7 separate regions of the Mus musculus genome follow, and all the other regions are linked to region 1. The links are chromatin contacts, called in public Hi-C, HiChIP or PLAC-seq and promoter capture Hi-C maps. All regions are on one chromosome and are shown on one strand. Each heading gives the region's core, a stretch centred on a gene start, on an enhancer-like site or on the middle of the called end of the contact. The rest is flanking DNA. Distances are from core to core; before and after follow the strand shown. Region 1 holds the start of Capg (capping protein (actin filament), gelsolin-like). Region 2 holds the start of St3gal5 (ST3 beta-galactoside alpha-2,3-sialyltransferase 5). Region 3 holds the start of 4933431G14Rik (RIKEN cDNA 4933431G14 gene). Region 4 holds the start of Atoh8 (atonal bHLH transcription factor 8). Region 5 overlaps Kcmf1 (potassium channel modulatory factor 1). Region 6 has its middle 21 kb from the start of Gm30782. Region 7 has its middle 11 kb from the start of Sftpb.

The links. Promoter capture Hi-C pulls out the DNA fragments that hold promoters and counts their contacts. Hi-C and Micro-C count contacts between places; a contact is called where the count stands out from the background. HiChIP or PLAC-seq counts read pairs in DNA pulled down with a chosen protein or histone mark.
Region 2: an HNF4G HiChIP or PLAC-seq map of pancreatic cancer cells shows a contact between it and region 1. The contact joins the promoter of St3gal5 here to the promoter of Capg in region 1. A contact is called at or near these places in 1 of 484 Hi-C or Micro-C datasets (embryonic stem cells) and 2 of 115 datasets of contacts at active chromatin or transcription factors (memory CD8 T cells and pancreatic cancer cells).
Region 3: a contact with region 1 is called in a promoter capture Hi-C map of liver, with 4 times the contacts expected there. The contact joins the promoter of 4933431G14Rik here to the promoter of Capg in region 1. A contact is called at or near these places in 6 of 39 promoter capture datasets (hippocampal neurons, liver, neutrophils and 2 more).
Region 4: a FOXA1 HiChIP or PLAC-seq map of pancreatic cancer cells shows a contact between it and region 1. The contact joins the promoter of Atoh8 here to the promoter of Capg in region 1. A contact is called at or near these places in 1 of 39 promoter capture datasets (embryonic stem cells) and 1 of 115 datasets of contacts at active chromatin or transcription factors (pancreatic cancer cells).
Region 5: a contact with region 1 is called in a Hi-C map of embryonic stem cells, with 5 times the contacts expected there. The contact joins the enhancer-like site here to the promoter of Capg in region 1. A contact is called at or near these places in 16 of 39 promoter capture datasets (the 3T3-L1 cell line, 3T3-L1-derived adipocytes, cranial neural crest and 8 more), 3 of 15 datasets of contacts at CTCF or cohesin (all in embryonic stem cells), 40 of 484 Hi-C or Micro-C datasets (the HL-1 cell line, brown adipocytes, differentiating embryonic stem cells and 8 more), 14 of 115 datasets of contacts at active chromatin or transcription factors (embryonic stem cells, epiblast stem cells, pancreatic cancer cells and 1 more) and 1 of 9 other capture datasets (embryonic stem cells).
Region 6: a contact with region 1 is called in a promoter capture Hi-C map of the HPC-7 cell line, with 4 times the contacts expected there. The contact joins the enhancer-like site here to the promoter of Capg in region 1. A contact is called at or near these places in 6 of 39 promoter capture datasets (the HPC-7 cell line, HPC-7-derived erythroid cells, cranial neural crest and 3 more), 7 of 484 Hi-C or Micro-C datasets (the Ba/F3 cell line, the G1E-ER4 cell line, cerebellum and 2 more), 1 of 115 datasets of contacts at active chromatin or transcription factors (pancreatic cancer cells) and 1 of 9 other capture datasets (pancreatic islet).
Region 7: a contact with region 1 is called in a FOXA1 HiChIP or PLAC-seq map of pancreatic cancer cells. The contact joins the enhancer-like site here to the promoter of Capg in region 1. A contact is called at or near these places in 5 of 39 promoter capture datasets (cranial neural crest, liver, neutrophils and 2 more), 4 of 484 Hi-C or Micro-C datasets (the Ba/F3 cell line, embryonic stem cells and erythroblasts), 1 of 115 datasets of contacts at active chromatin or transcription factors (pancreatic cancer cells) and 2 of 9 other capture datasets (adipose tissue and pancreatic islet).

Annotation. Positions count from the first base shown.
Region 1 is chr6:72,547,870-72,550,611 of GRCm38.p6, forward strand. Capg (capping protein (actin filament), gelsolin-like) reads left to right here and starts at 1,404. Exons shown (of 10, transcript NM_001042534.3): 1 at 1,404-1,632.
Region 2 is chr6:72,096,268-72,099,009 of GRCm38.p6, forward strand. It overlaps St3gal5 (ST3 beta-galactoside alpha-2,3-sialyltransferase 5), which reads left to right and starts at 1,341. Exons shown (of 7, transcript NM_001035228.2): 1 at 1,341-1,515. The coding sequence starts at 1,437.
Region 3 is chr6:72,121,832-72,124,573 of GRCm38.p6, forward strand. 4933431G14Rik (RIKEN cDNA 4933431G14 gene) reads right to left here and starts at 1,366. Exons shown (of 3, transcript NR_045165.1): 1 at 1,214-1,366; 2 at 1,014-1,115. The region is part of intron 1 of St3gal5 (ST3 beta-galactoside alpha-2,3-sialyltransferase 5); the gene reads left to right.
Region 4 is chr6:72,234,247-72,236,988 of GRCm38.p6, forward strand. Atoh8 (atonal bHLH transcription factor 8) reads right to left here and starts at 1,331. Exons shown (of 3, transcript NM_153778.3): 1 at 148-1,331. The coding sequence starts at 918.
Region 5 is chr6:72,839,889-72,842,630 of GRCm38.p6, forward strand. It overlaps Kcmf1 (potassium channel modulatory factor 1), which reads right to left. Exons shown (of 7, transcript NM_019715.2): 7 at 1,226-2,742. Among named protein-coding and RNA genes, the nearest start is that of Tcf7l1, 52 kb to the left of the region's middle. Within about 2 kb of position 1,428, at least 11 of the 459 cell types and tissues checked have an H3K27ac peak or open chromatin away from gene starts, as enhancers often do. A contact at or near this core is called in embryonic stem cells, where this site is marked.
Region 6 is chr6:72,274,390-72,277,131 of GRCm38.p6, forward strand. No RefSeq gene overlaps it. Among named protein-coding and RNA genes, the nearest start is that of Gm30782, 21 kb to the left of the region's middle. Within about 2 kb of position 1,337, at least 25 of the 459 cell types and tissues checked have an H3K27ac peak or open chromatin away from gene starts, as enhancers often do. A contact at or near this core is called in the HPC-7 cell line, where this site is marked.
Region 7 is chr6:72,291,769-72,294,510 of GRCm38.p6, forward strand. No RefSeq gene overlaps it. Among named protein-coding and RNA genes, the nearest start is that of Sftpb, 11 kb to the right of the region's middle. Within about 2 kb of position 1,408, at least 45 of the 459 cell types and tissues checked have an H3K27ac peak or open chromatin away from gene starts, as enhancers often do. A contact at or near this core is called in the Ba/F3 cell line, liver, pancreatic cancer cells and 1 more, where this site is marked.

The sequences.
Region 1 (2,742 bases), core at 154-2,653:
GCCATGACTCTGAACACTAAACTCTATGGCTTAGTGGACTTATGGATCTGACTGTTGACTAACATTCTTCCAGGATGGGCCTGTCAGGGTCCCTGGACATTGAGTCACCCAACTGTAGCTGCTCCTTAGGTGCAAATATTCCTGAACCTCTCAACCTGTGAGTCATGAATCATTTGGCAAAGTTTTATCTCTAAAGTATTTACATTACGAGTTATAACAGTAGCAAATGACAGTTATGAAGTAGAAGGAAGATAATGTTATGGTTGGGGGGGTCACCACAACATGAGGAACTGTATTGCGGGGTCACACATTAGGGAGGTTGAGAACTGCTGACCTAGGGATTAGGAGGGAATAAGAGCCTCCTTGACTGAGCGTCCTGTTTTCTATGTGACTTCGGGCTGTGCCCCAGGGTAAGGCTTTCCTGGGGCCAGCAAGTTAGATCAGACTGATTCTATATTATGGTCCTGTGACTGTGCGAAGGGAGCGGCTGTTGCTTTGGGTTGAGCTTGAAACCATATGCCCTCTGTCCTGGAACTCAAGAGATCCACCTGCCTCTGCCTCCCGAGTGCTGGGATTAAAGGCAAGAGCCACCATGCCTAGCTAAGGGGCATAGAGAGACTTCATGTTTCAAGACACCTTGTGTGGTGCCTCATTACATGTAAATCACTAGTGTTCAGGAAGCAGAGGCAGGATTCTCATAGCATTGAAGCCAATCTGGGCTACAGATTTAGTTTCATAGCAGCCTGGGTGCCAAAGTGAGACGCTGTCTCAGTAAAACAACCAAACAACAGTTGGTCACGATGGTGCACTTTTGTGATCCCAGCATCCGGGAATCAGAAGGGTCAAGTGTTCAAGACCAGTTTGAGCTGCCTTTAGAGGCTAGCCTGACTACATGAGAGCTTGTCTCGAAAACAAAACACCAAAATGAACACACATACACACACACACACACACACACACAGAGAGAGAATGTGTCAGGGCCTCAAACACTCTCTTGGAACTTTGCTTCAAAAACAGACTGGTTTACAGAGAGATTTCCAGGACAGCCAAGGCTACACAGAGAAACCCCGTCTTGAAAAACCAAAAGGAGAAAGAGGAGAAGGAAGGAGGAAGGAGAGGAAGAGGGAGGAGGGGAAGGGGAATGGAGGAGGAGGAAGAGGAGGAGGGAGAAGGAGTAGGTCATCATCACATGTACTCAGGGCAATGAGACAACTAGTCAGGGGGAGGAGGAAAAAGTAGTGTAGGGCCAGTGACCCAACCCAGGAAAAGTGACTAACCAGCCACAGCAGGGCCTGAGCAGACTCAGGCCTCTGCCGGGGCTAGTGAGTGGAATGGGACTTTCCTTGCTGGTCTGACTCTTTAAATTGTTCAGAATCTGCCTTGCCCGAGGCCGCTGTGATGAGACCTAGTCAGGCTTTAACCTCCCAGTGACCATGTCTGAGAAATAGCAGCCTTCCATCCGCATGGCCCAGCCTTGGAGCTGGCTTTCCTGAGCCCTTAGACTTCTGAGTACTGAGCCTCCCCATGGGTGGGGCAGGTGGGTGGGGCAGCCCAGTGGCGAAGAGGGAAGTTAGAAGCTAGCTATCGAGGGGCAAGCTGAGACGAGTTTGAGAAGAAAAGGCCCGTGGAGAGGTAAAACTGGGAAGGGCTCTGTAGAGAAGGGACTAGGACTCTCATGAGTGGGTAGGTGAGGGCTGGCTGCTAGGGTCCGGGAACAGGTGGGAACGGTGTCCCCAGGCGTAAGTCAGCTCAGGTCATTAGCTGTAGTTTTGCAGCTGCAGAGTCTTGAGTGGGTGTGGGTGGGATGTGTTCTAGCTGCTGGGGAGGAGCTGAAGGGTCTGGGCTCATCCTGGTCTGTAGGAGGTGGTGTCAGACCTGAGAGATCCCCAGAAGCCATCAACCTGTCGGGAGGTGAATTCAGATCTGGTGGTGTCTGTCCCCAAGATAGCACTATCCTGGGCCCAGACAACTGGAAGGAAGGGAACTGAGAAGGAACAAGGTAGGTTCAGCTACTTGAGGGACAGTCAGCCAGCCCCCAGTTAGAGGGTTGGCTGGGGACCAGTGTGGAGAGAGATGAAGGTAGAATCTGGGGGTGTGGGGAGCGGGATCTGCTTTGGCCTGTCCTGGGGGTTCAGAGCCACTGCTGTTCCCACTTCTAAGAGACATTGGCCACAGTCAGAAAGTCCTGGGCTTCTTGAATTGGCCCTCTATTTCCTCCCTAGGGCCGCTATTTCAGCTCACACTAACGGGGCGGATATGGTCTTTGAGGGGAAGTGACCTGTTGTGAGTCAGGGTCCAAGAGGGCAAAAATAGCCCCAGTTTTCCTCAGTACTGGGCCACTGATGCACATTGATAGGATCAAGCATTTTGTTGGAGGTAGGAGTGGACTCCACTTCTAAGCCCCCAGTGTGTCCTTAAAAGGTATTCTAGCCAGAGTTAGCCAGCAGGGCACACATCCTCCCCCCCACTGCTCACGACAGTCAGATGGGCCTCGTTGCCCTCTGGCTTTCTGCTTCAAGGCTGCTCCAGGCCTTGCCTGGATGTCGAGATCCTAAGCAATCCCGTTGGTTTTCATCTAGTCCAGTCATTGGATCTCAGCAAGTTAGGACAATCAGACACTTTTCCGGGCACAGTCAGGTGTGTCCAAAGGTCCATAGGCAAACTCAGCTTCCTGCTCCAAAGGTGCTTTCATGTCTCGGGGAGAAAGCCAGCCCCTAAAACTCATCACATTGTGGCACAATG
Region 2 (2,742 bases), core at 91-2,590, 450 kb before region 1:
AAAGCTAGCCCAGGGCCTCTTCCTGTTTGTACAGGCTGACAAGCTTCCACTACAAAGCTTCAATTTTCTCAGCTGATACACAGATCTAGCACGGGACCTTGAGCAGACCCAAAAAGGAGTTTGCTATGCAGTCACCAAGAAAACTGGAGCTGTTATCTTGGAAAGCGTGCCTCCTGACTATCAGAATGCCCCTTTGTGGTTAAATGTTCTTGAGGTCGAAGGCAAGCTATTCCAATATAACAAAGACTATGGCACTAGGGGATTTCCCACACACACATGCAGTAACAAAGGGTCTGCATCCTCAGAAGAACTTGGCTACATTATATCATTTACTCTGCGCTTTGGATCCCTTTCTTGTCGGCTTTTCTAGAAGATCATGGGGAAAAATATCCTAAAAGGGAGATCCAGTCCGGTTTTAGGCCTTTTTAATGCACCAATTTTGGGATTTATTAAATGTGTTTTTAAAAATCGTATGGCATTTCCTTTCCAAAATAAGGTGTGAGAGGCCAGGGCCTCTCTAGCTTTCAGACAAATAAGATTTGAGCGCTCCAAGCCCAGGTTCTGTTCCTGCTTCGGCCTCCAAATGACTTCAAAGCTACTCACCCTCAGTCCCACACAGACCTCAGTTCCTTCTCCTGTTAAAACAAGTTGGTTGGCTTTGGTAACTAGCACAGTAACAACCGTGTAGCCTAATCGTTCTCAACCTTCCTAATGCTGCGACCCTTTAATACACTTCCTCAAGTTGTGGTGGTAACCCCTGACCATAAAAAGTATTTTCGTTGATACTTCATAACTGTAATTCCACTACTGTTGTGAATCGTAAATGTAAATAAACGTGTCTTCCATTGGTATTAGGCGACCCCCAGGTTGAGAACCGCTGATTTAGCTTGTCCTGGTATTTGTCTCTTGGGTCTCAGGAACCCAGGACCAGTAATTACCTGAAGACCAGTGGGCAGCTGGCGAATAAAGCACGTGACTACGTCAAGCCCCTTAGTTCCCCAGCTCCGACTCCTAATTGGATGCTCAGTCAAAGCCTTTAACCGGTCCAGAGCCACCTTAGGTTCTCCGGAACGCCTTCCACTATCTAATCACGCGCAAGCCTGGGGAGAGTTGAAGAGATCCCCGAGCGCGGGGCACCCTCATCCTAGGCTGCCTGGCGCCCCACCTACTTCTCGGCTGGAGTTGTCCCGCTCCCCCTCGCACTAGCAGTCGGAGGGGGCGGGGGGACAGTCCGCTCGCAGGCGGGGCCTCGGCGCACTCTGATTGGTCTCCCTTATCCTCGTGACGCGCGACCCCGCCCCCGCCTACCCCCACCCCCCTCAGCATCCGCGCGGGGGAGCGGACTGTCCGGGGCTGAATTGGCGCGAGCGCGGCGCCGGGGGCTGGCTGGGGCGCGGGGCCCCGGGCTGGCGGCTTGCCAGCGCTCCCTCCCTAGCATGCACACAGAGGCGGTGGGCGGCGCGGCGCGGAGGCCCCAGAAGCTGCGAAGCCAAGCAGCGGCACCTGCCTGCCGAGGTACGTGGCGCAGCCCCCAGTCGGCAGAGCGGACACCGGGGAGCCCAGATAGCGGCGATCCGCCTTTGCGATACCCCAGGCCCAGCGGCTCCTCCCCAGCCCTGCGACGCCGGACGCGCCTGCTAGGGGACACGGGCGGAGGGTCGCGGCCCCTGGCTGCCTACATGGGCGCCCCCGGCGCAGCCTGCGCAGGTGTGGACGCGGCGCTGCGGGTAAGGATGACCTGCCCCGCGTGGCAGGTCCAGCCAGAGTGGCCCTCTTCACGTCGCTTGGTTCTGGGATTTTAATTCATTGCTGGAACCTTCTGAGCCGGCAGAGTCGAATAGACTCAGTGTCTCCCTTGACTGCTTTGGGGAACCTTGTACAGGGTAACTAGTGGCGCCTGAACCCTCCTGGTGCATCCATGTGGGTAGACGTGCAGTGTGAAAGTGGGTAGCTTTCTGCTGGCAGAAATTCACTGGTGACCTTCCCTGCCCCCTCTCTGCGGCCAGTCCTGCGGAGGAGACACATTGGGAGACCGTTTTGGTTTCTTGGAAATTTTAAGCTGTGTCCTGACGAGGGGACGCGTTCTTTGTGCGCTGTTTTATTTGTTTGTTTTGCGGAGAGGGTGTTAGAGAACAATTGGTAGGACCCCAGTAAATGAAAGCTCTTGTCCCTACTGCACATCAGCTGGATGACCTTGGCAGACACTGATATCCTCCTGTGGGGAGCTTGCTCTCCAGGTCTGTACTGGAAGACTTAACTTGCTGTTGGCTTGGGTCTCTTCCACAATGAGTTTGTGGTTTTAACCATTTAGAATAAATATGTCAATTGGCGAGAACTCTGTAGAATCACTAGCTGACTTGGAAATGAAATTTTTATACCTTTCCCCCCAGTAATTCAGTCTTAATTCACATATATGAATTTTGCCTTTGCAAAATTAGGTGTAAATGTAAGTAGATGTACTTAAAAGGAGGAAGAGGCATTTTTATGTGTTGTGCTTTTTCTGGGACCGATGGGTTTCAGGTTCCTTCAGCCAAGAGCTGTGCTGGGTTTTAGACTTACAAAGGAAGGAGACTCACACTCATCTCTGCCCTCTGGTGTCTAGCCAAGCCTTCCCTTGGTTTATGACTGTAAATCCTCTTCTACCTGCAGCCCTACGCAAATGCTGGGCCTGAGAAGAGGGATTTGTCTGCTGAAAGAAAGGACCAGAAAAGTAGGTTTTGGTTTCTTTTGTGTAATTCCATA
Region 3 (2,742 bases), core at 116-2,615, 430 kb before region 1:
AGGTGGATTCAAGTCTTAGGACTCAGACTCCCTGAGCTTACAGGATTTTTTAGTCTACTTAAAGAGAGAAAAGTTTTAGATATATAAGCATTGTCACTGTGTGTAATCTGTAGTGATCTACATTGTGGGAAAAGCAGCAAGCAGGTGTCTGTAAGACAGCTGGAGTAGAATCCCACCTTTGAATCAGCAAAAGCTATGGCTTCAGGTTAAAAAAGATGAACATTTATTTCTCCTCTGTCCAGTGGGATGGACATATAGATTTGACAGAGACAATTTTAGCCAGTGAGAAGCACCGTTAAGTCTATACTTAGAAGACAACCAAATAAAATTTAAACTCTTTTCCTTGTGACTATAATAACAATCAGTGCTCTACCATCTGTCAGAATTCCACTGATCAGTGTTAAAACTCTGAACTTTTGAAATCTTAGTATAACAAGAACAGAGAGGTAAAGAAATATGAAACTCCCATTTTTCATATACCTTAAATCATTCTCTTAAACCTTTACAACGAACGCCATAAGTCACTTTCTTAGATCCTCTGAACTTAAGCCTTCACGTTCTCAGACCTCTCTGCACCTTAGAACACTATCTTAGACCCTCAGAACTTACATAGACTTTAAACCGTTTATCCATCTAGTCATTTACTAGAGGCACAAATGGTTTTTGCTGAGAGCAGCCATTGCAAAGCAAGTGCTTTGAGTAAAAGAACAGTAAATAGCTACATCAGAAACCTGTTTGTCCTTTAATATGAAGCCTGTTGGCAAGGAAACCCCATCTACCTTTCTCAACTGGAGACTTAGTAGCTTTAGAAACAGCAAGGCCTAGTTTTTACATATGATGTGAACTATCTAGGCAGCTGCAGCCTTGCAGGGAGGAGCCCGTTGCCTGCTGCCGTTAAACTGACAGAGCTACAGTTAGCCTAGCCATCAATGCCAGCAGAGATCCGAGAAGGATACATTGTAGCAGAAAGTATCCAAATGGCTTATGTTCTGATTAAAATGACAGAGACTTACTCATTATCGAGATGATCACCCTAGGCTCTGTGGCTACGATGGCTTGGGGGGAGGTGGAGGTCTCAGGCCAGCATTGGTCTTCAGTCACCAGGCCCAGAAGATCTGAGAGAATTTTATGTGGAGGACAGGTGAGGAACTTTGTGGGGACTGACCTTACCCTGTGGTTCTTTCAATGGACTTGAGTTCTGTTCCCAACTGACCTTACTTTGACCAGGCAAGAGTACAGCAATCAACTCAACAGTGGCCGGGTTTGATGGCAGACGAGGCATGAGGCAGTTATGCCCAGTGGTTAAGGTTACCAGAATCCAGATGAAGGTGTCATGTTTAGAAGCCTTCATCTGGCTTCTACTACTAGGAGCTGGGGTCTCTGTCATGGTAAGCTCTTTTACATTAAACATTCTAAATTCCAAATTCAGCAGACCTTTAGAAAGTCTTAAGGACCAATATCTATTAAGTATATACAAAGTAATAAACTTTGCTTGCTTTTAGTTACTTGCTTTAGGCTTAACCTTGAAAAGTAAATAGCCAGGGGGTGCCGCCTTTAATCCCGGCACTCGGGAGACAGAGGCAGGCAGATTTCTGAGTTCCAGGACAGCCAGGGCTATACAGAGAAACCTGTCTCAAAAAACCAAAAAACCAAAAAACAAAAAAAAAAGTAAATAAAGCTTATTTCTATAATTAATGATATTAGCACTCAGCATGACTACAAGTGAGGTTCTGAACACATTATGGAATTTGATCATTTACTCTGTGACTGTTAACTTGCATGTCTTAACTATGGCTTAGCAGCTTTTATAAGACTAGGATTTTACAGCTTTATTTTTGTGAAGTTTGAATTAAAAAAAAACAATCATTTCTGAAGGAACTGAAGCTCTTTGGTATCAAAATAAAACTGTAACTCATAAACACAGTCCACATAGATACTGGGAACTTTGCTGAGCCTTTTACAGTGTACCACTATAGAATATTAGTTTCTTATATTACTCAGATTATCACAATAGCTAAAGCCTAACGAAGTTAGCCAAGACGAGGAAGGGAGACATACATTCCCAAGCCAGCCTCTTCCAGCCTGAGCCGGCCTTAGGTAAGGAGAGACATCCATCCAGTTCTTAGTCAGATTCTTCAGGTCGTTGTCTTGTTGCTCCAAAAGAGAGGAATACTTAAGGTTTTGGTGTTTAGCGTTTGGTGCTCATAGCTGTGGCCCTAATTTTTTAGCCTCTTATCTATTTTTTAAGGCCAGATATTAATAATATAAAACATTCTATAAATTTAAAGTATCCCATAGCCTTATACATTTAAATATTTTAAAAGCTGTTCTTTTAAAAATATCCACTTTTCTAATTTTAAAATATCTGTAAAACTCCAAAATTTTCTCTTAAAGAAGCTTTAAAATCTCTCAATTGTGTGCTCCTATAACAGTAAATAATAATAATAATAATAACAAAGTACCTTTTTTTATTTGAAGAGGGGGAAAAACCCAGAGCAAAACCATAATCTGAACAAGACAAAGCCGAGCTCCAACAGTACCGACAACTCAGTGCTCAGTACCTGGGATTCACTCACCGTCCTCTGGGATTCCCAGTGGGGCCTGGGTCACCTCTGTGGCCCTGTCCTCAGCATTATACCCAGCCTGCCTTCCAGGTGCCAGCTGGCTCCATTTCATAGCAGCTGCTGTTTCTGGGGGCTGTCATACGGCACCAGCCCTGCCACACAGTGCCAAGCCTCAGCT
Region 4 (2,742 bases), core at 81-2,580, 310 kb before region 1:
ATTTCGCCCACTTTACAAACTAAAAAGTTGCAACAATGATAACTCTAATCTGCCTGCTTTGTGGGATTCCTTTTATCCTAACTCCGACCCTGGGACCACCCACCCACCCACTTCTGCCACTCTAACCCCGCGGCGGTTAGTGAGTACCTGCTTCCTCAGCGCCTCGAAGGCTGCGCTGATGGTGTGCACCCGCGTCCGCTCCCTGGCGTTGGCCAGAAGCCTCCGGGTCTGCTGCAGGGCTTTGATCTCCGTTGAGGCGGCGGTCGCTTCGCCTGGCCGTTTCCTAGGCGACGCGGAAGAATCCGGGTGGTTATTGTAAATTACGTGTGAAATTGACGAGTAGGAACTTTCCCCCGGGCGCGTGGGGGGCGCAGGGCGCACGGGGGACTCTTGTGGCGCCGCTGGGGGTGCGAGAGGCGCGGATTGTGTGGGACGCGCGGGAGGGGCGCACAGCAAGATGCGGGGACGCAGAGCCTGCTCGCGGAAGGAGTGCGCCTCGGGATCCCCGGGTGCCAAGCTCTGAGATGCGGGAGGCGGCGGTGGCGTGGGTAGTCCCGGTCCCACTGTGCCCAGAGCGAAACCGCGTTTGCGCGCGTCAGAGACCTCAGGCGCTCTGATGCCCCGGAATTCCCTGGCTGTGTCTGTGCCTCCACCTGGAGGAACCGCCGGCGCCACTGAGGCTGGTACTGGGGTCGCGATCGGGAACGGTTGTGTCCTGTCCCGAAGCCCGTTGGTGGCGGCGGTGGTGCTGACTGTGGCGCCGAGCTCGGGAGCTTCCAAGTCCAATCGGAAAGTTTTATAGCCATTCGCGCGCCGCACCGGCTCCTTGCCTTTCCGCTTGAGCTTCTTGAGGCCGTTCAGTTCTTTAACGCACACAGTCTTCCACGGCCCGTCCTCGAGGACCGGGATGTGCTTCATGGCGAGGACGGCGTGAGGCTGGGGCGTGGGACTGCCCGGGACGCGCGCCCGCAGCGATCACTCTGCACGCCGCGCGCCTGGCTGTGCCGGGTGGCCGCCGCGCTGAGCGCCGCCTTGTCGCCGCGCTCTCTCCTCCTACCCTCCCTCCCCGGGTCCCTCCCTCGCACCCCCACTCCCGGGGCAGCTGCGCCTCCGGCTCCGTGAAGCCTTGGAGGCTGCCGGTTCCCCGGGAGAGCTCAGAGTGTCATCTGAAGTCGCTGCCGCCCTGCCAGCATTTCTGCAGAACGCCCGCTGCGCTCCATCTGTGTTTGTTTAGCCTCAGTTTACACAGAAGCCCAGTTCGCAAGATCACTCAGCGCCGCCCGCCCGGAGAGGAGGCAGCTCCCGCCGCCGCCGCTGCCGCCTCCCGAGCCCAGGCCGCCCGAGCAGCGAGCGCCTTTAAAGAAACAGGAAGCATTTTTCAAAACAGCTGGGCTGAGGGCCGCCTCCTTTGTCCGCGTGCTCTCGGCCTCCCCCCACCCCTCATGCCTTGTGCCGGAACCTGCCTCCTCCTGCTCGCCCTCTCTGCCCCCTACCCAAGTTGGGGGCGCGCCTTCTCTCTCCAAAAACAGTCCGCACTGTCCACTACAGTCCCGAGCACGTGGCTGCTAATCGCTGTGGCCCTTCATTGCCCAGCCTTGTTGGCCTGGGGTGGGGGTGGGGGTGACGCAGCGCCGACCTTTCCCATCCAGAACCTTCCCTTCTACCTCCCACCCGAACTGTCCAACAGAGGGAGAAATCCCAGAGCTTCTGGGAGGGAAAGATAAGTGGGAGAGAAGAACCCCAGAGTGGCTGGTCATTGTCATCCAACTGCAAGAAGGCCTTCTCCCTTCTTGCCCCTATTTGCTGGGGCAGAGGCCTTAGGAACAGAACACCGGACATTGGGAAACTGAGAGATGCAAATGTCTGGTTTAGCAGATGTAACGTCGGTGAAGATCTTAAGTCATCTTACCCGAAGCGCCCTGCTAAACCCAGATTTACTCATCTATGAAATGAGGAATCTGGAGAACACCCATGCTTGTCACAGCCTGGCTGTGAAAGCCGCCACACAGGAGGTGCCAGGTCATCAGTAGCTGCGCTAATGTTATCAGCCAGGGCAGGACAGCTCCTCAAGCAGACAGAATTCTTAGGTCCAGAGCTCAAGGTTGCCATTTACTGAGCGACCTTGGCATTCGTCGTGCTGTCCCTCGGCACCTCTGGCTCCTTATGCCCAGGATAGGGGTCACAACCACACCTTCCTCCTGGGAATGATAACAATTGATTGAGCACAGAGCCTGATGCCAATTGGCCCCAGAGGTAGAGTTCACTCTCCAGACCCCCAGGCCCCTATTCCACTGGAAATCCTACTAGAAAGAAGAGGCTGACGGGGAGGCCCTCTCGGGACCCTCTGCACACACCTTCCCCTGTGCTGCCACGTAGAGTTGCTCTCTTCACCGAGCCTTCCTCCAATGGTCTCCTTTGAGGCAAGTGTCATTAAAAGGATGAAAGGAGATCGTATATGGCATTTGAATGGTGACCCTTGACACACTGGTGTAGTGAAACTATAACTCGGGGCTTAGCTAGAGTTGGGCAGAGTCACAAGCTGTGTTGCCCGTGGCAGTTAGTGTGTTAGATGCCTCCACGTGAGTGGATGCCATTCCTAACAACGGGCTCCACGAAAGCTGAACCCCAGCCCTTTTCTAATGTCTTCCAAAAGAAGGGAAAGACCACTGTAATTTGTCGGAATGGAAGGAAAGAGAGCAGTGATAGGGATGACATCTGTGTTGGGTAGACACACCCACCACC
Region 5 (2,742 bases), core at 178-2,677, 290 kb after region 1:
ATGGTGCCAGATAAGCAGACACAAGAGGCTTGGTGACATGTGAAAACCTACCAGTTACTGCAGGAAATACTATAGTACCAAGAACTGTCAGGAGGGGAAAATGGAAGGCCGAGAAGGCATAAGTTATCCCAAACTATATTTAGAGGCCACAGAAGTAGTATTTGTTACAAAATCAGAGGTGGTGGCTCACAACTCTTAATTCCAGTAGTGAGCAGAGAGAGGCAGGCAGATCTTCGAGTTCCAGGCCAGCCTGGTCTACAGAGCTAATTCCAAGACAGCCTGGGCTACACAGGTAAACCCTCTCAAAACCAAACAGAATAAAACAAAACAAAAAACCCACCACTTTGTAGCTGTGTGGACCTGTAATCCCAGCACTCAGGAAGAAGATGGGATTAAGTCCTCTACTGCTTAGTGAGCTGGAAGGATAGCCCGGCTCCATTTAACCCCATCTCTAAGCAAAACAGACTGTATACACACACTGCACAACGACACCACACACACTCTGATGCCTATGTATTTTTTAATTTCTACAATCATGAAATTAAGCTCCTTCTAGAATACCTTGAGCAGAATTATTTCCAAACAGGAAGTAAAGGCTAGAGCTGTAGAAGACCACATATACACCATGGACACTCCACATCAGGAGCGGGCTCTTCCCTGAAGACTCAATGGAACTCACTAAGTACATCCAATGATGTGATGTTGATTCAGAAACTAAAGAAAAAGGACACAAGAATTCGAAGGGCTTAAATATATTTTATATTGATAATCTGTGTCTTTCTACCCTAAAATAATACATTATTATAGGTTACATACAGGATGAGGTGAGGTATTTGTAAAATATCTGATAAAAATAATTAATATACAATTTTCTACATGAGATGGAATCTTATGAACCACTAGGCCTTCTGAAGGGTTAACTTCATTTTCTAAATTAAACTGCCCTGAAAGACTTCCATCTGTTCCCTAAAACCATGTTGAAAATGGAGGATCTTATGTTTTCCCAGAATTTGTGCAGAAGAGGGAAAGTACACAATTGGCAGTTATTCTTTCTCACATCCAAGGTTATACATCCACACAAAACCAGTAACTCTGTGTTTAGCACAAAAAGCAAAAAAAAAAAAAAAAAAAAAAAAAAAAAAACTGCATTAGAGATGTTAAAAAAAAAAAAAAATCCTCTGAATGATGGTCAGGTTAATTCAACACCAAAGAAATTCGAGTGGCCAACAGTCTTGAAAATGCTTTATTGAAATGTGTGAGTTATGGTGCAGATGTGTCTGAAATGACCACAGCTGGAAAACGAACTTCTGAAACTTCTCAACAACCAATTAAAAAAAGAAAACCCCACCGGCCTTGACCTCTGGTGTACCAGGAGCCCAGCGAGGGCGGTTCCTTCAGAAGATTTCCATCAAAGACTAAAGAAAACAGCTACTGTATCTGGAAGCTGGTGGAGTCTCAAGTTTCCGAGGAGAAGCGACAGTTTTTTTAGACATGGAGGGTGACTTCTTTTTTTGGTAGATTTGGATGACCATGGACTTCACAGTTCTTGACAGCACCCAGGGGTGTTCAAGTCTGTATGCTTGTCATGAAAAACAGAGGGGAGGACAAGATGGCGGGAGAGAGAACCAACAGAGGACGGACGGCTCACAGGGAAGAGGGCCGGAGCCAGACATGATTAGATTAAGTCTCATAGAAATTGATCAGAAGCTGCGCATCTTTTTTAAAAGTTCTAAATTTACATTTCAAAAACTGCCCCACCCCCGCAGAGCCTCTGCCCCTCCCTGGAGCCAGTGTGAAACCTGGAGACAAACAGAAAGCACCCATCCTCCACACCCTAACTACCAAGGCAGCTCTACTTTTTTCTTTTTTCAACACACAGGATTGATAACATAGGCATATGGGTGGCATGAATCAATTAAAAAACTTTACTTTTTATGCCAGGAGGGGAAAAACAATAAATACAAGGTGCTAAAATAAGCATTAAGAATTTGGTTGGTAAGGTGTGGGAAGGCTCCCCTGATACTGATCTGTCTCAGCAAACCACACACACACATAAACGGCACAAAGTATGATTGAGGTGGTGAGATTTTAAAAAACAAGACAACATAATTCAGGTTAACTGCACTGAACAGTGAATAAATGAAATCCATCTACACCTGAATGAACATGTTTAACAATCAAAAAATTTTAAACAACCACAAAAAGTAAAAACTTCCAACAAACACAAACAGGATTTGTCTAAAGGGCACACAGTCGCCCTGCAGAGGACCCCGCCTTTACTGGTGTGTCTTCTGGTGAGACAAGAGACAGAGACAGGCTGGACTGGTTAACAGGGCGACAGGACAGTCATACAGTGGAGCGCTGTAGCTGGCTAGGCCCCCTGGGTTCCACTGCAGAGCTGGCTTTGTGCGTAGGAGGCACATGGATAAGGGTGAGTCAGGCAGACATTATTCAAAAGCTACTCTGCCAGTAACCATTGGATAACGCTGGGAAAGCTTTGGGCTTTGTATTTTATTTTTATTTTTAAATTTTATTTTTTTAAGTTTTACTCCTTGTATTTAATTTTTAAATAACAAGGCCACTGAAACTCATGCACGCTGCAAAAAACCTCATGCAGTAGTTAGGTAAACCATCCAAGCAGTTTTTATTCATTAATATTCATAAATACACACAGCAGCTTCATTAGAGATTTCAATTTTCCTCTTCAGTTTGAATGTGGAGTATTAGGAGAGCCTTTTGCAT
Region 6 (2,742 bases), core at 87-2,586, 270 kb before region 1:
TTTTTCATAGAATTCTTTCCCTAGCTCAGGATTTCTCATCTTGGTATTGTTTCTGTGGGGAAATCAATCCAGTTTTTATCTTTTCCACTTACACCACCTTTTCCTAGAATATAACCTGCTATGAATTCGAACAATACCTGCTTTCTTTCTTTGCCTTGCTTATGAATGTGCAAGTGTGGGTGTGAGAAAAGCCAGAGTTCCCTGGGACAGGGCAGGGCCCCAGGCTTGGAACAGCTTGGGAAGGGGGTGGGGGTGGGCTGGGGTCAGTGCCCAATGTGGGGAGCTGGGCTATTCTGACCCTCAGCGGAGGGTGCCTCGCCCTTCATCAGCACCACCAGAGTAAGCTGTGCTCTGGGTGTGTGAGTACTGCTTCCATTTTTTTACCTCCTGAATGCCTTGCTGAGGTAGAATCCAGCTGACCTCCTGGGGCCTGCTGGCTTTGCAGACAGAAATGTAACTGCTGTGGGTGAGCTGGTGCTCCTACAGAAGGCCTGGGCTTGGTTCCTTGCACCCACATCGGGTAGCTTACAACTGCCTGTAACCCCAGTTCTAGTGAATCTTGGTGCCCTTTTATGGCCTCCAAAGGGATTTGCACCCACATGGGGTCCATGCAGACAACCAGGCACCCACCAGACATGTAAAGTACATATTTAAAAAGAAAGAAAAGGAAAGGAGGTGACTACAGACTCCTCTGTGCCCCAAGACTGTCAGGTGTCAGCTCTCAGAATCCAAGGCCCCGCATCCACTTCTGCTGGCAACCTCCAAATACCTCTAATAGGTCTGTAATGGAGGGGTGGGGTGGGGTGTGTGTGAAAGGCTGATGTCTATCCCCAGATCAACATTGTGTGTGGGATAACCAGGGCGTTTATGTGCCATCGCTGAGAGTTTGGTGTCAATGGCTTAGAGAACCAAAATGTTGCTCTTCAATGCCCCGCTTCAAGGCCAGGAGGATGGCTCAGTGCTTAAAACACTTGCCATATATGTCTGAGGGCCAGAGTTTGGGTACTCAGTGCCAATTCTGAGTGTCTGTAGCAACCTGCCTATAATTCTAGCCTCCAAAGGCAGGTTGGGGACCCCCAGACAAGATGGCGGGTAAGACAAATTATATCTTCAAAGCCCTGGGTCTGACTGGAAACCCCACCTCATTGATTAGGTAGGTATCTTAGTCAGGGTTCTCATAGCTGTGAGAAGACACATGACCAAAAGCAACTTGGGGAGGAAAGGGTTTATTTCAGCTTCTGCGTCCTAATTATCATTCATCAGGGCTAGAACCTAAGGCAGGAACTGACGCAGAGACCACAGAGGACGGCTGCTTCCTGGCTTGCTCCTCGTGGCTCATTCAGCCTGCTTTCCTATTGGGCCCAGGACCATGGGCCCAGGGTTGGCACCATCTCCAGTGAGCTGAGCCTCCCCACATCAATCATCAGTCAAGAAAATGCCCCACAGACTTGCCCACAGGCCAGTGTGGAGAGGACATTTTATCAACTGAGGTTCCCTCTTCACAAATGGCTTCAGTTGACATAAAACTAGCTAGGCCAGTGGAAGATGGGACCCAGCATCAGACTCCACCCTACACACGTACGGGCACACATACATACATACATACATACATACATAGAGAGAGAGAGAGAAGTAAAATCTTTAAAATGGCCTCCTAAAGGAGTTAGACATTTTTCTATATTAATTGTTGGCAAATAGATTGTAGAGTGTCTTCATTGGAATTCTATTTATTTGCTTGTCTTATGTTGTTGTTGTTATTGTTGTTTTGAGGCAGCATCTCATGTAGCACAAACTCAAACTTGGTATGTAGCCAAATCCTGATCCTCTTGCCCCAACTTCCCAAGTGCTGGGATTACACACAAATTCCAGTACACTTTTATGTAGGAGTGTTTTGTCTGCGTACATATTTATGCATCACATGCATGCAGTGCCCAAGGCGGCCAGAAGAGGGTATCAGATCTGAAATTGGAGTCTTGGGTGTTCATGAGCTGCCGGTTAGGGGCTGAGAATCAAACCTGGGCCCTCTGCAAGAGCAGCGGGTGCTCTTAACCCCTGAGCCACCTCTCAAGCCAGGAGTTTGGATCATTTGAAAAAGCTTTGGATGTGGGCATGCTCTGTCCGGAGACGGTAACTCCAGTCCTCCCCTGCTCTCTCTCCCTGAGGTGGTTTCCTTGCCCACTCTCAACCCTTAGTTCCCATTTTGCCTCTTTGGGCTGTAAAAACTGCTTCGGCCACCGAGGAGCTAGAAGGGTTACCCTTGTTCCTGTGGGCTTGCGTCAGCTGGCCAAGCCTGTGGCTCTCGGGGCCAGTCACATTTATTCCCTAGAATCGAGGACTGAGAGGGAGGATCTCTGTGTAGCTGGGAGCACGTTCTGTTTCCAGAAGGCCTTGAAAAGCTTAATGCAGCCTTGTGAAGAGGCAGCATTGGGGTCATGGATGGGGGTGATCAAAATGGACAACTTTATTTCCAAGGAATATCTTCGCCTGCTGGGAGCTGGGTTCAAAACCTTACTCTCTGGTTCCATGCATCTCTCTCCAAGTCCTTCTACCCCCAGACTCCCCGGGTGGTCACCTGCCCTCAACCAACCTCGATGCTCACTGCCCTCCTACCCACCTTCCTGGCTGGAAACGTAATCCAGGCCCTTGTTGTTCCACCAGGACCCTTTCTGCCCTCCTCCTCGGGCCCCCACTGAAGCTCAGAGCAGCCGAAGGGGAAAGAGCTGGCCTCCTCCGCACAACTTC
Region 7 (2,742 bases), core at 158-2,657, 260 kb before region 1:
AACTTCTATGCCATCACTCCAGCCCTATCATATTTTTATTTTAAGGAGACGGTAGGCTGGGCATGGTGGTACATGTCTTAAATTACAGACTCAGGAGACAAAAGCAAGTGAATCTCTTTGAATCTGAGGCCAGCTTGGTCTATATAATGATTTCCAGGCCATCCAGGGCTGCATGTGTGATCCTGTGCGATCCTGTCACAGAGAGAAAGAGGAGGAGGGGGAGGGGGAGGGAAGGGAGAGGAGGAGGAGGAGGAGGAGGAGGAGGAGGAGGAGGAGGAGGAGGAGGAGGAGGAGAGCTAAGTGCCAGCATTCATTTCTCTACCTCCTGACTGCAGCTGCAATGTGACCACCTCACACTCCAACCACCATTACTTTCCCATTGTGGCGGATTGCACCTTCAGATTGTGTATCTCTGACTGTACTTTCAGACTGTGTACCTTCAGACTGTGAGCCAAAGTGTCTCCACTTTTAAATTGTTTTTCTCAGACATTTTTTTCATAGCAACAAAAGAATTAAGCAAAGAACCCTTATAATCAGTGTAAGCAGAGTTTTTAGGTAAAACTCTGGGTTATAAAAGCCCCAGCAACTAGGTTGTAGCCACCTATCTCCAGTACACCAGCTCAGTAGCTACGTAATGGTGAAAGCAGAGAGGGTATTGATCCAATATGGTCAGATAGTCACACTGTGAAGAGGGACAGATAAAGGGACCCAGCAGCCCTCACGTCTGTCTTTGGGATGCTGGCATGAGTTTTAACAGAGGAAGCATCAGGGAGCTAGAGGTCACAGTGTGGCCTGGTTGATTGTCTCAATTCTAGTTCTGCAAGGTGGTCCAAAGAATGCCTTATCAGCACCATCCCTTGAGGGGACCAGTCTGGTTTCTACAAGATGCTCTCTTCTGTCCCAGGGTGCTCCTAGCCTACTCATCACAGGTGAGAGCCCTTCTGGGCGGGGCGTGGAGGGGGCAGAGAGTGTATACTGCAAGGTGATGTTCTCTCTGGAGTCTACAGTAGCTGCACGTTTAGGTCAATGACTTCTCTCAGCATCTTCAGCCCTGAAGGGGGCTGAGTTACGCTAGATAGACCCTCCAAGAGTCATGTGGGACTAATATGTAGACCTGCAGAGGCAAGCAGGTACCCCAAGGGAAAGGAGACACACAAAGGAAGGGCAGAGATGGTGGGTTTCCATCCTGCTGTTAGCTGCCTTGCTGACCCAAGGGAGGAGGAGCCAATGCTTCTTAGGGAAAGTAGCTTCTGAGGGCGCCATCTCTGCGGAATCTGGGCTCGCAGAACCTGAACGGCCAGGAACACTGGACTGACAAACATAGGAAAAGTAAACAGGCTTTGTAGACATCCCTCTGCGTAGCAGCATTTCCTCAGCAGCAAACACAGATTCCCCCCTGCCCTGCTGCGGCACTGTGGCTGTCCTGTCGAGATTAATATTAACAGAGCTGACACAATGATCAGCCAAACCACAGCTTGGGCATGGCTGCTTGGCCACAAACACTTCCTGCTCCACTACTTGGACTTCATATCCATCAATACCCTTGAAGACATGGCTGGAATGCCCTAAGTTAGGAACAGAATGACCGAGGCTCTACACTCTGTGGCACTGTCATCAGAAGTGGGGAGGCCCAGCCCAGCATTGCTTCAGGAACCTCCACTAAAGTCAAGTCAGATCCCTGCCTATGCTGCAGAAAAGAATTTCAAAACATGGGAGTGAAGCGAGGTGGACAGGCTTATTTAAGTGGAGATAAGGAGAGCACGCGGTTGGCACTTAGGCAGGATGTTTACAGAGTGTGACTCATAGAAAAAGAGCGCCACACACCTAAGTGGGCTTTCCAGTAGGGAGAGTTGCCATTAGATGTCTTCAGAATGGCTGTGTAGAGGCTTCTGCAGCGAAGTTCTAGTTTCCAAAGTATCTGCTTTTACCACAAGGTAAATGATTAAGCGAAGCTTAAGTTTTAAGCAAAATTTAAAATTTATAAAAATGTTCTCACTGACTGACCCGGAACTCAATATGGAGGGCAGGCTGACCTCAAGCTCACAGAGGCGCGCCTGCCTCAGCCTCTGCTCCTACTGAAGACGCACACCACCTTGACCAACTCTCTCTTATCTTAAAGGACTCCCTTTTGTAAATGGAATTGTCCAGAATTAGGAATGAGAGGGGGGCATTCACACAGCTGAACTCAAGACCACAAGTATCGTGCCTCAAAGTCCGCCCCGCTGCTGGTTTGAGGCAGTGCTCCTCTAAGCGATGCTCCTCTAAGCAGTGTTCCTCTAAGTGGTGCTCCTCTAAGCAGTGTTCCTCTGAGTAGTGCTCCTCTAAGCGGCATTCCTCTAAGCAGCTGTGATTTTTTTGTTTTGAAGCTTCTGTCGCCCAGAGTTCTTTCCCTTTCTACGACCTGTAATTTAAAAAATTTACTTATTTTATGGAGGACAGAGGACAGTTTAAGGAGTCTGTTCTCTCCCACGTGAGTCCCAGGGAAGGAACTTGGGTCATTCATCTTGGCTGCAGATGCTTTTACCCACTCTCCCATCCCGTTTCCTGCCTTTCTATCCCACCTCAGCATCCATGAGAAAGCTGCCATTAGGGATGCTCCTTGCCTCAGTTTAAGGGAGAATACGATACACAGACTCCTGATGTTCACTAAATGGACTGACTCCATTTGCAACTGGCTGTAGAAAGGTCCAAGCTTGAAGGTGCTCTCAAGCACAGTAGAAACTGTGATGAAGAGTGTCTGAG